Linked DNA regions of Zea mays: region 1 is linked to region 2. Evidence: chromatin contacts called from public HiChIP or PLAC-seq data. All regions are on one chromosome and are shown on one strand. Each heading gives the region's core, a stretch centred on a gene start, on an enhancer-like site or on the middle of the called end of the contact. The rest is flanking DNA. Distances are from core to core; before and after follow the strand shown. Region 1 holds the start of LOC100278838. Region 2 holds the start of LOC100280380.

What was found. HiChIP or PLAC-seq counts read pairs in DNA pulled down with a chosen protein or histone mark.
Region 1: an H3K4me3 HiChIP or PLAC-seq map of leaf shows a contact between it and region 2, with 4 times the contacts expected there. The contact joins the promoter of LOC100278838 here to the promoter of LOC100280380 in region 2. A contact is called at or near these places in 6 of 25 Hi-C or Micro-C datasets (ear, endosperm and leaf) and 1 of 3 datasets of contacts at active chromatin or transcription factors (leaf).

The regions. Positions count from the first base shown.
Region 1 is chr5:223,620,429-223,626,251 of Zm-B73-REFERENCE-NAM-5.0, reverse strand. LOC100278838 reads right to left here and starts at 1,666. Exons shown (of 1, transcript NM_001151983.2): 1 at 1-1,666. The coding sequence starts at 1,446.
Region 2 is chr5:223,488,128-223,494,043 of Zm-B73-REFERENCE-NAM-5.0, reverse strand. It overlaps LOC100280380, which reads right to left and starts at 1,695. Exons shown (of 2, transcript NM_001153305.1): 1 at 1,588-1,695; 2 at 698-1,514. The coding sequence starts at 1,296. The coding sequence ends at 970.

The DNA.
Region 1 (5,823 bases), core at 417-2,916, 130 kb before region 2:
GGAGCCGTTGGCGGTGGCACTGGGTGGCGCGACGGCGTACACGGCGGGGTAGGAGGTCGCGCCTGGGGAGGCGGCGGCCGCAAAGTAGCCGTGGGGCGCCGGGATGAAGAACACGGGGGCATGGTCTGCGCCGGAGCCAGGAGCGACGGATGCGTACCTGCCCTGCACCTGCACGTAGGTCGTCGGAGGCGGAGCGGATGACAGCGGCGGCACGGGCGGCTTCTCCGGGAACTTTGGAATGTAGTACTCAGCGTTGGAGGTTGGGGTGGCGGTCACGGGAGGGTAGGCGCGGGCAAGGGAGTCGTCGCTGCCGTTCCTCGGGAGGGCGGCGGGGACGGGGCCGTGGGTAGGTGCCGGAGCCGTCGCAGGAGGTGGTGGTTGGTGGGTGGCGTTGTCGGCGACCTGCAGCTTCTCGAGCTCCTGGATCTGGCGCTGGTACTCCGCAGGAGAGACGACAGGGGAGACAGCCACGTGGTCGCCCGCGGGGTTGGGATGGCGGTCGTCGTTTTTGGCAGGTATTTCCACGGGCACATTCTCCCTGACCGTCGGAGGATCGCCCGCCGGGTCCTTGACCTTCACCGCCGGGGGAGGAACGAAGCCGTTGTCGAGGCCGAACAGGTAGTCGGGGCCGGCCGCCGTGAGCACCACGTGCGACGGCTGCGGCGGCGGCGGCATCTGAAACGCCGTCTGCGGCTGAGGCGGAGCCTGCTGGACGAACACCGCCTCGTGCTTGGCCTGCGGAGGCGGCGGCGGCGGCGACGACGACTGTTGCGCGAACACCGACTCCCGCTTCTGCTGCTGCGGCGGGGACGACTGGTGCGAGGGCACGGGCGGCGGGTCCAGCTTGGAGGAGGGCAGCGAGACGGTGTTGAGCGCCTCGACGATATAGAGGCGCTGGTCCGCCTTGGGCTCGAGGAGCCCGGCCGGCGGCGGGGGAGGCGGCGGCTGGACGGGGAAGAGGAAGACCCTGAGCCTGGGCGTGGCTCCGCCGCGGCCGGAGCCGGAACCGGCGGCGGGGCCGTTGTTGTGGGCGCGGTCGTACTCGACGACGAGGTGCTCCAGATCCTCGTCGTTGGTGACGGAGATGAGCGCGTCCAGGTCCTCCCCGGGCAGCTGGTACTTGACGCAGACGTCCCGGGCGTTCCCCACGAGCGTGGTGAGGCGCGCGGCGAAGTCGGCGAAGAGGACCGGCCTCTCGAGCGACAGGATCTTGGTCTCGCCGTTGACGTACGCGAGCTGGTTGTCGTGCGGCCGCGGCTGGATGCGGCCCCCGTAGCTGACCATCAGACGCACCTTGGATGGCTGCGGCGGCGGGCGCGGCTGGGGCTGCAGCTGCGGCTGCGCATGCACCGCCGCCACAGCAGCAGCAGGCACCTCCGACCCCTCGTGGTGCGTGTCCTCCGGGGCTGCGGCGGGGTTCGGGGACGACTCGCCGGTTTCGGCCATGGCGGCGGCGCGGGCGCTAGGTCTGGCCGTCTGGGGATGGGAGGATTTGGGATCGGAAAAAGGAGGAGGGAGGCGCTGGGGTGGGGGCGTGTTAAGGGTAGGTGGGGAATGCCTGGCCTGCGAGTAGCGGCGGCGGAGGCGGGTGGGTTTGGGGGATACAGAAAGGATTAGTGCTAGGGAACGGCCGTCGTCGCTGGGATTCTGGAAGCGTGGCGGCTTCGGCGGAGGGGGTGTCTTGACTGCGTTTAGGTTTTTGCCGTGGCCTCCCCTGCGTCGGGACTCGGGAGGCGTGTGGGGACAGTTGGGATTGAGGTGTCCGTCCGCGTCTATCTGTGTGTTGCTGCGGTGGGTCCGTGCTCCCGTGCTTTTCCGCTTTTTTCTCTATTTCTTTTCATTTAGATCATCTCGACCCATTCAACTATATTGTCACTAAAAAAACTATTTTAAGGTAAGCGCTGATTTAGTGACCAGGATCACGAAGAGATTAAAGGGATTGAGAAAGAAATTAGTTTATTTTCCTCTTAATCATATCTAATCCCTATGTGATCCTTTTGTTACCAAATAAACCCTAAAGTTGCTCGAGATAGCCTAACCCGCAATATGTTTTGCGGTAGGAGAATGCATAGTTATGTAATTATGTTAGGCTAGCGAGTTGTTTTGCACAGCTGGTATGTTTAAAATACGGAGTGATATTAATAAGACATTGTTCCAAACGTCTATAGCTAATTTTCTGTATCTACTATATTAAACCATCAATTTCCCGTGTCAATATTTTTCAAAAAACCTCCCACATCTATTTCAAATAACTCGTTGTAGACCCCTACCCTCTGCGCAACCAACCTTTACATCTCAAATCACACCTTTGCATATAGATGGCCAAACGGGCGGCCCGTCACAAGCTCGCTAGGCCTGACGCCCACGGGCCGCATCTCCGGCCTGCTGACCATGCCAGGCCAACCCGTTAGCCCGTCGGACCATTTGGTTAAATCGGCGTAAAATGTTAATAATGACGCAAGAGATGGGGTTCGAACACACGCCATGATGGAAACAAGGGGGGGACACTATTTGAAGTCGTCTAACGAGTAAAACATCAATGCTCAAGTGTTTTAAATACTGAATATAAATTGTACATGTGTATATACAATTTTTTATAAAATAAAAAAATATAACCGTATCGGACCGGACCAGCACTACGGGCCAAGGCTACGGCCCAAGCACGGCTCGACGCTCGTGCCAGGTTGGCCCAGTCACTATTAAATGGCATGTGCCCTAGGCTGGCCCGCCAGGCACGACCCGTTTGGACATCTATACCTCCGCACGATAATGATAGTCCTCGCCTCAGTTACCGCCACCTCGTTCGCCTTCCTGCATCTTTTCTCTCTCCCCTCATGCCTTCGCCTCTGCGCCACCCCATTCTCGCCAGATGGCATGGGAGCAGGCGCCTCCTCCCCGTATTTGTCCGACACCAGCCCTGACATCGACCTGCGCAGTGGCTATTGCATGTCCACGAGGACGTTTCACAGCATGTGCGCACCATCGTTTTCGCCGTCGCCAGACGTCCCATTCGTCTTTCCGGCCTTTGCCTTGTTCTTCATTCCCAACCTGCTGCCCCCGCCCACGGTCGCAGCTGTGAGCCGACCGACGCTCGTCGACAAGGGTACGAGCGAGTCAATCTTACTCCTGGTCTTTCTTTGTGTGTGCCGCCGAGGAGTCCAGGTATGAGATATTGGACAACCAAAGTCCATAGCGCGGCGGCAATCGACATATGCTACGAAGTTGGTGATGGTGTTGTGTCGCCTCAGCGGGTCCAGGGCTGGGAAGGCACTCACACTCTCTTGCCCTTCTCGGACTGACGCCTGGTGCGGGTGCCTCTTGTTTTGGAGCTGCTACAGCTGGGCTGCTTACTCCGCTTGCATGCTCTCTCCCTGTATGCATCTAGAGGTATACTACATAAGCCGCCTCCAGACGCCTAGGTCTTCGTCGTGTCCTTCTCCGACAACGAACAGGTATGCATGTCTCTTCACTTCCCTTCCTGCTCTACAAGACCTTAGAAGTGGGGGCGAGGGATGGGGGGTCCCTGATTTGCTGCCTATGGTACCCGTTCGATGGCTCGACATCGTCTGTCTACATGGCCTTTTTCTTTACCATGGTGTCGACTCGGTATGCTTCTACCACTTATATGTACCCATCCTTATATCATTGCAACTCTATTGTTTTGGGTGTTAATTGTTTGTTGTGCTAAGGACAGAACATAATTTGGGTGTGTTAATACTTTATTTATTGTCTGCACGTGTTTTGTGTTCTTCTGATGATGGCTCATGGATCCTGCAAAATATGTGTTAGGATTTGGAGATCCATGCGGGCACTACCACAGGGTGCTTGTCCCTTGTGTTCTTGGATCTTGCATGCATTAGGTCGTTTCTGAAACCAAATTGTAACAATGGACTCCATGGTGTTTGAGATTACTGAATTGGATGAAGCAGAAATGATTTATCACGCTAACAGTAAAAGGAAAGGTTATTTGTTGGTTTTAAACGTTAGTAGTTGCTACGAAGCTAAGTACCATAATTTATATGGAGCACATCCAGTTTGTATTGATGTCTGACTTTAGCAACCACTCCATATTTGATCTTTCTTTTTTTATAAGCAAATGACCAGATTATAAGCAAAAGCCACCAACAAAGAGGATGTAGGGTATTATCTCGCATTGAGAGCCTGAATCTGTCTAAATCTTCGAGTGAGTTGTGTATTTAGTTTTAGTCCTCAATCTTATGATCTACCATATAAACTCATTGTCGAATATTCCTAGAACAACATCAAATCTCACCGGGAGATGTGACAAAGAACAAGGTAGAGCGAACAAAGGGGTAGAAGAATCGATTTAATGTTGAATACCTCGGTCAATTGTAATCCTCTCGTATATAGAGACTAGTCAGCTGCACATGTTTTGCTATGATTTTTATATATCATATAAATATATATTGATATATTTATTTCTAAACACTAAGGTATGTATGGTCTAGTGACTAGCTCCAAATTTATAGAGTAGTGGGCATGGGTTCGAGTTCTCGCTATGCACTATTTTTTTGATATAATTATCGTATATTTTTAAACATTAAGGTACGTGTGGTATGTTGTTAGCGACGCGGATGGGGTCGGGTGCGTGGGTTCGAGTGCTAGGTGCAAGGTTTTGTGGGGTACCACGAAGGGTGAAGCCATGCGAGGATCAGGTGTCCACATTAGATCATCATCTCCAAGAGACTAGTTAACTGGCTCGCCAAGCCAAATTTTAGCTACTCAACAATAAAATAACTCTCCAACAGCTATGTGACTCGCCAAGCCAAATTTTAGCTACTCAACAACAAAATAACTCTCCAACAGCTATGTGACTTGTCAAGCTATTTGACTCTCCAAATTGGTTCTCTCACTAGCCAGATTTGGCTAGCCACTTGCCTAGCAAAACTAGATAGATAATCTGTTGGAGTGAGATTTAGTGTAATATTTATGAAAAGATAAATAGAGAGTCCAATAGAGAGCCAAAATAAAGAGTCCATTCGAGATGCTCGTAGGTTTTTAATAGATTAGTATAATATAATGTGGTTTTTAATTGATTATCTTTACTATACTTAAAACACTAGTTTCAACGGTAGTCCTGCGTCATCTTTTCACAAAAAAGTCCCTACATTTCTTCTAAATTAAATCAGCGTAAAATATTAAAAAACGGTGCAACATATGTGGTATGTTAAAAAGCGATGCAGGAGGTAGGGTTTGAACCCACACCTTAATGGAAGAAGGGTGAAAGATACTGGGCAAAGCTATTTAATCAGTAGAACATCATGCTTAAATGTTTATAATATTGAATATAAATTATACATATGTATATATGATTTTTTTTTAAAAAATAATCGTGCCGGGCTGAGCCAGCACTATGGGCCGAGGCTACGGGCCAAGCACTGCACGACGCTCGTGCCGAGTTGACCCATGTACTATTAAATGGGTCGTGCCTCAGACCGGCTCGCCAGACACGGCTCATTTGGTCATCTATACCTCCACACGATAATGATGGTCATCGCCTTAGTTGCCACCACCTCGTTTGCCATTTTACTTCTTTTCTCTCTCCCCTCATGCCTCCACCTCCGCGCCATCACATTCTCGACAAAGGGTGTAGGAGCAGGCGCCTCCTCCCCGTATTCGTCCCGCACCAGCTCCGACACCGACTCGCGCAGTGGCTATTGCACGTCCACGAGGACGTTTCACATCATGCGCGCATCATCGTTTTCGTCGTCGTCGGACGTCCCGTTCGTCTTCCCTGCCTGGCTGCCTTCGCCCTATTCTTCCACCCCAACCTGCTGCCCCCGCCTAAGGTCGCAGCCGCGA
Region 2 (5,916 bases), core at 446-2,945:
TATCGATTTTATATTGTTGTTATATTTAGAGTTTATGTGATCAAATGATGCTAGAATTGTTTAATATCTTTAATTTAGTAAGCTATTAACTTTATATGATTGTAATATTTTGATTTTATATGGTCAATATATGGGCCGGGCTTGAGCCGGCACGATCCAACGAAGGCACGACGTGGTTTAGGTCCGGATTGGGCCACTGTTTTTATACTTCGGGCTGACACGATACGGCCCAAAAGTTTTTTGAGCTTTTCTGATCTGAAACTGTTTGGCACGAAGCACGATTGGCTTGATTTTGAACCGGGTTGGCCCAGCCGCCCAGCTCGACTCAATTGCCCAGCACTATACATGAGCATCGCATCGAATATGCTGTAGTAGCCTACGGACAGTCACGGCGTCAGTCAAGTCAATTGCGAGCGACCTCATCACCTGCCCGGTCGGCCATGCATGACCCTCACGCACAACACAGAGCTGCATGCAGGGGCGAGGGGACCCGGCAGCTCAGGTGATGCGCGACCACGCAGAAGCAGACACGCGACGCGTGGTGTGGTACCATATACTACCATATCATTGATTGATGAGCTGCACAGGGTGCGTGGGTCTGCGCCTGGTAGTGTACAGTACGAGACCGACGATCGAGCAGATGCAAAATCTGCTCCTGATTCCAGGTCACCAATCAATCGTCGGTTGGACGAGAATTGAGCAATGCATGCGTCAGATGATGGTCATGTTCATTCTCTAACGAAGAGAACGGCGAAGAAGAAGATACAACACAGCAAGCAAACGACGCACGTACTGGCTCCAGCACGGAGCAGCAAGAAGCATGGAGGAGCGATACGACGGCCAGGCCTAGCTAGACGACCGGCCTCCAGGAGCAGGAGCAGGGGACAGGGAGGGAGCTTGGTCGCCGTTCGCCGAAACAAACACAGACGGCGGATCGGAGTTCACGACCACCCACCTCTCTGGCTACGGCTACCGATTGGAGTCCGGGTTGGGGCCACTGGGGACCTCGTGCTTGCCGTCCTGCCCCGCGGAGTTCCACCTCCCGCGCGCCCGGGGCTGGGCGGGGCGCCACGGCCACGTCGCGGCGGCCGGCCGCGGCAGGGCACGGCGGCGCCCATCAGCGGCGTGCCAGTGCCACGACGACGACGAAGCGGAAGACGCGACGGGGAACTCCTCCGTCTCGTCGTCGTCCCCGCGCCGAGCCGCAGGCACGAGCAGCACAAGGAAGCCGCACAGGACGAGGACGAGGAGGAGCGGCCCGGCGCGCGGTCCTGTGCCGCATTGAGCTCCTGCCATGAGCAGGAGCCGCCGCCGCCGCCGCGTCTTCAGTGGCTGGAGCAGGAACCCCGGCCAACGCCCATGCGTGCGAGCAAGACGGCGAGACAGTGGGAGAGAGCAGCAGCCAAGCAAGCAGGAGCAGCTAGAGTGTGTGAGAGACTGAGAGCTCGTTCACTTCACTCCACACTCCACAGTCCACAGCGCTATCTGCTATGCACTCGGCTGGGCTTCCGTTGCTGCAGGTGAAAAAAAAACGAGGTGAAGAAATACCAAGGCCAACTGACTGACACCATCATCGCCATACCATACCAGTGGCGCTGCATGTCTTTCCTTCCTCGTGACTCTTCTGCGCATGCATATCATTCGTAACAGGACGCCATTGCAACCACGGAGCTCGTTTCATAATTTTTTTTGAAGCACTGCAGATTGTTTTTCGAACTGTGCAGCTATGATATTATGTCTGCAGTATCTGCTTGATGAATGCTCAAAGAAGAAGGTGGTCAGTGAGGAGCACTGGCACTGCAGGTTTGAAAAAAAGTTGAGCACGGCACGGGATGGGAGGGGGCGAAAGCAGAGGAAGGAAAAGACGGGGGAATAATGGATGGGCATGCAAATGGAAGCTTTGGTTTTCCAAAGGCTGTAAAGCGTAATTTGACGCCTATTGACGGGATATATCCATCGCTAATTCTGTGTTTTGCTATCTACGGCCTCGGCCTACCAAAGACGCAAATCCCTTTTTTTATTTGAATCCTTTAAAGATTTAACATTCTGGTTTACATGTCAATGACTCACAGCAACCTCACATTTCATCGTGATATGGGTGTCAAATCTTGAAATACATGCCAATTGTGGGTCTCAAAATATCAGAATCTCTCATTGGTTATCTAGTTTTATAGTTTAATGTTGTGGATTTCTGATTTTGTTTAAGATTCAAAAATCAGATTACCGAGCGAGTTTGAGGACAAAAAAATGTACACTATCTCGAGTATATAAGCACACCTGATGACTCAGTAATTAAGGAAGGGTGGCAAAGAAGAGAGCTATAAGACCAACTCCAGCAGACTCTCTCTCCGTATCCGTATTTAGCACCGCCAACAGTTTCTCTCTCCTCTCTGTATCCGTCCCCGTTTCCAGCAGACTCCGTATTTGCACTCCGCATGCAGTCTATGACAGCTGGGGCCCACGAGCAGTCGCGAGCGCATGCAATCAGCTGCGGAGAGGAGAGAGAAACCGTGGAAAAGGGGAGTGCAGGTACAGGGCGTGCGTTTTAGGGAGACGGATGCGGAGACTGCTGGACTGATGAATAGTGTGCTCCGCTGTGCAAAAAAGGGATACGGAGCCCCATGCAGAGTACTGCTGGAGTTGGTCTAACAGGGTCCGCCGTGCAAGTCCAAGGAAGACAAGCTTTTTTTCCATGACCGTTGACAAGCACTGTCTGCCTCCTGATGTCTCCCAAGTGGCCTGCAATCGTCCTTTCACTTCACTTGAAGTATAGTCTTGTAGACCCTAGAGCTTACTACCCAAAACCCAGCAGCAGCACAGTATACGTGGCAGCTGATCGGCATGCATGGCCCAACAAACAATCACCACATGCTCTCTTGATTATTGTGGAGGGAACGAACAAGCATGCCATGGAAGGAAGAGGGTCATGATTATTGATTAGCACCGAGACGAGACTCTGTACATGAACAAGAAGCGATGAACCCAAAGGCTGATTTATAGGTTACATGTCAATGACTCACAGACTGTGATATGGGTGTCAAATCTTGAAATACATGTCAATTGTGGGTCTCAAAATATCAGAATCTCTCATTGGTTATCTAGTTTTATAGTTTAATGTTGTGGATTTCTGATTTTGTTTAAGGTTGAAAAATCAGATTACCGAGCAAGTTTGAGGACCAAAAAAATGTACTCTATCTCGAGTATATAAGCACACCTGATGACTCAGTAATTAAGGAAAGTTGGCAAAGAAGAGAGCTAACAGGGTCCGCCGTGCAAGTCCAAGGAAGACAAGCTTTTTTCCATGGCCGTTGACGAGCACTGTCTGCCTCCTGATTAGGGTTGGAAACGAGCCGAGCCGAGCTCGGCTCGGCTCGGCTCGGCTCGCTGCGGCTCATTCACGTAACGAGCCGAGCTCGGAAAACCGGCTCGGCTCGGCTCGGCTCGCGAGCCGGCTCGCCGAGCCTAGTCATAAATATAAATCTGCTCTCTAAATTATAATATAAAATCTTAAAAATATTTTAAATAACATATTTTAAGTTAGTAAAATAGATATATCACTAATATAATATAGAAAATAGATTATTTTTGTATAGTAATCTTAAATAACATAAATTATTGTCTACTCGATACTAATATTATATGCTAACTAAGATTTTATGTAACAAATTGTTGTTGGGTCGAGCCACGAGCGAGCTGGCGAGCTGCACCGAGCTGAGCCGAGCTGACTCGCTCTTTTCACGAGCCACAAAAACAGGCTCGACTCGGACTTGTTCTGAGCGTCGAGCCGGTCCGAGCTACTGTGAGCCCGAGCCAGCTCGTTGAGCTCGAGCTTTTTTTCCAGCCCTACTCCTGATGTCCCCCAAGTGGCCTGCAATCGTCCCTTCACTTCACTTGAAGTATAGTCTTGTAGACCCTAGAGCTTAGGCTATCCGCAACCGTTCCCCCTAAATTTTTCCCCCTATATCACTTTTTTGGGTCACATCATCAACATTCCACCCCCTATTTTTTCATCTCCCGCAGCGGTTCCCTCTAAATACTCCCCCTATATCCCACTACACTATAAAATATCATTTTTTATACATACTTTTCATCTACTATAAATTTTTTATCTACTAACAATTGAAAGCGGGCCCACGTGAATAGTGTTTAGAGGGAGAGAGAGGTATACGCCAGAACGAGGGGGAGAGAGAGCCTTACCTCCGCGTAGAGTGCTCGCTAGGGAGAGCCGCTGCATCACTAGCGGCTGCTCTGTAGCCGCCATGCAGGTACAGTCGAAGGGGAGAGGGCGTTCCGCGGCATCCGTTGCGGACAGCCTTAGGGGGTGTTTGGGAGTAAAGTTTTTTCACAGTTTTGGAAGAATACTGCAGTATTCTCAAATACTGCAGTATTATATACAGAATGGTGTTTGGCAAGCTAGCTAAAATCTCTGTTTTCAAAACTGAAGTATTGCAAATACTATAGTTGTTTTAAGGCATTCTAAACTTAGCTCTGGACCTCAGTTTTCAAAACTGCGGTATTGTAAACTGCGGTATTGTCATGACTAAAGTATACTGTAGTATTTCAAAAACTGTGGTTTTCAAAAACTTTGTTCCCAAACAGGGCCTTAGTACCTAAAACCCTGCAGCAGCACAGTATACGTGGCAGCTGATCGGCGTGCATGGCCCAACAAACAATCACCGCATGCTCTCTTGATTATTGTGGAGGGAACGAACAAGCATGCCATGGAAGGAAGAGGGTCATGTTTAGGATACCCACATGGCCACATGAACAAGCTGCGTCGGGGTCGACGAGCCCCAGCTGCGTGATCCCGCTGTTTATAGGCCGCCCAACCGACAACATCACTTGGGCTCGATTCGCACTATCCTGGGCCTTCTTATTGCGGCAGACCCGGCCTGCTTTAACACCGTCTGGCTGCCAGTGCCAGGCACAAAGTGGCCGCGAGCCCAATTCCTTTCTAGCCGGGCTCCAACAATTCCTTTCCTTTTTATACTATCTCCTCTCTTTCATTGAAAATTGAAAATCATCTGTCAGGCCGCCCGCCCATGCAATCAATTCCCTCATCCAGTGTACATCATCTGCCTGCCAGGCCTACAGTTACAAGGTAGCTAGCGATACCTTCTGAGAATCTGAGAAGACACCCTCTTTTTTTTTTAATTCACCATGAAACTTCATGACTAAGTAGGGTGGAGAACGGCGCCTTGTTGTATTGTATCATCAAATCAGGTCCATATCTTTTGATCTGGTGCCCACTGAAAGCTTTGGCTCGATACATTATCTCTCTTCTCTTGGTCCAACTTATCGCGAAAAAGAGGATGCACCTACTCTGTTTTTCAGTGGCGCGCGGGTGAGTGGTACACGGGAGATCCAATTAATTAAAGAGAGAATTTTTTTTATAGTAGTAGTAGTAGCATGAAAGTAACAGCTGAAGAACCATGTAGAAAAGGAGCTGACACAGACAGGTTTCTTGCACCGTGAAAGCCTTCTCCTCCTCCTTGTCAACCATTTGATTTCTTCAAGATCTTTTCTTTTTCCCCTTGCAAAGTCTGAGAAGTTAGAACTAGGAGCGTTGTGAAGTCGGTTTGGTTTCTGATGAGGATCGCCATGCATGGACCGTTGATTGATCGCCAATCTCCTGGCAGAGGAAAGATTGGTGTGTGTATCCATGCATGATGTTTCAGACGAAGATGCGAAACTGTTATAAATGAATGCGACACAAATAGGATCAATCACAGAGAAGACACAGATTTAACGTGGAAAACCCCTCCAAAGTGAAGGGGAAAAAACCACGGGCGCCGACCGGCAACTTCTCACTATTTTCGGGTGGTTACAGATCGCAGGAGATTTACAATTAAGATAGCTATCTCCTGCGGCTTACAAATATATTTATAGAGGTGAAACCCTAAAACGATCCGTACA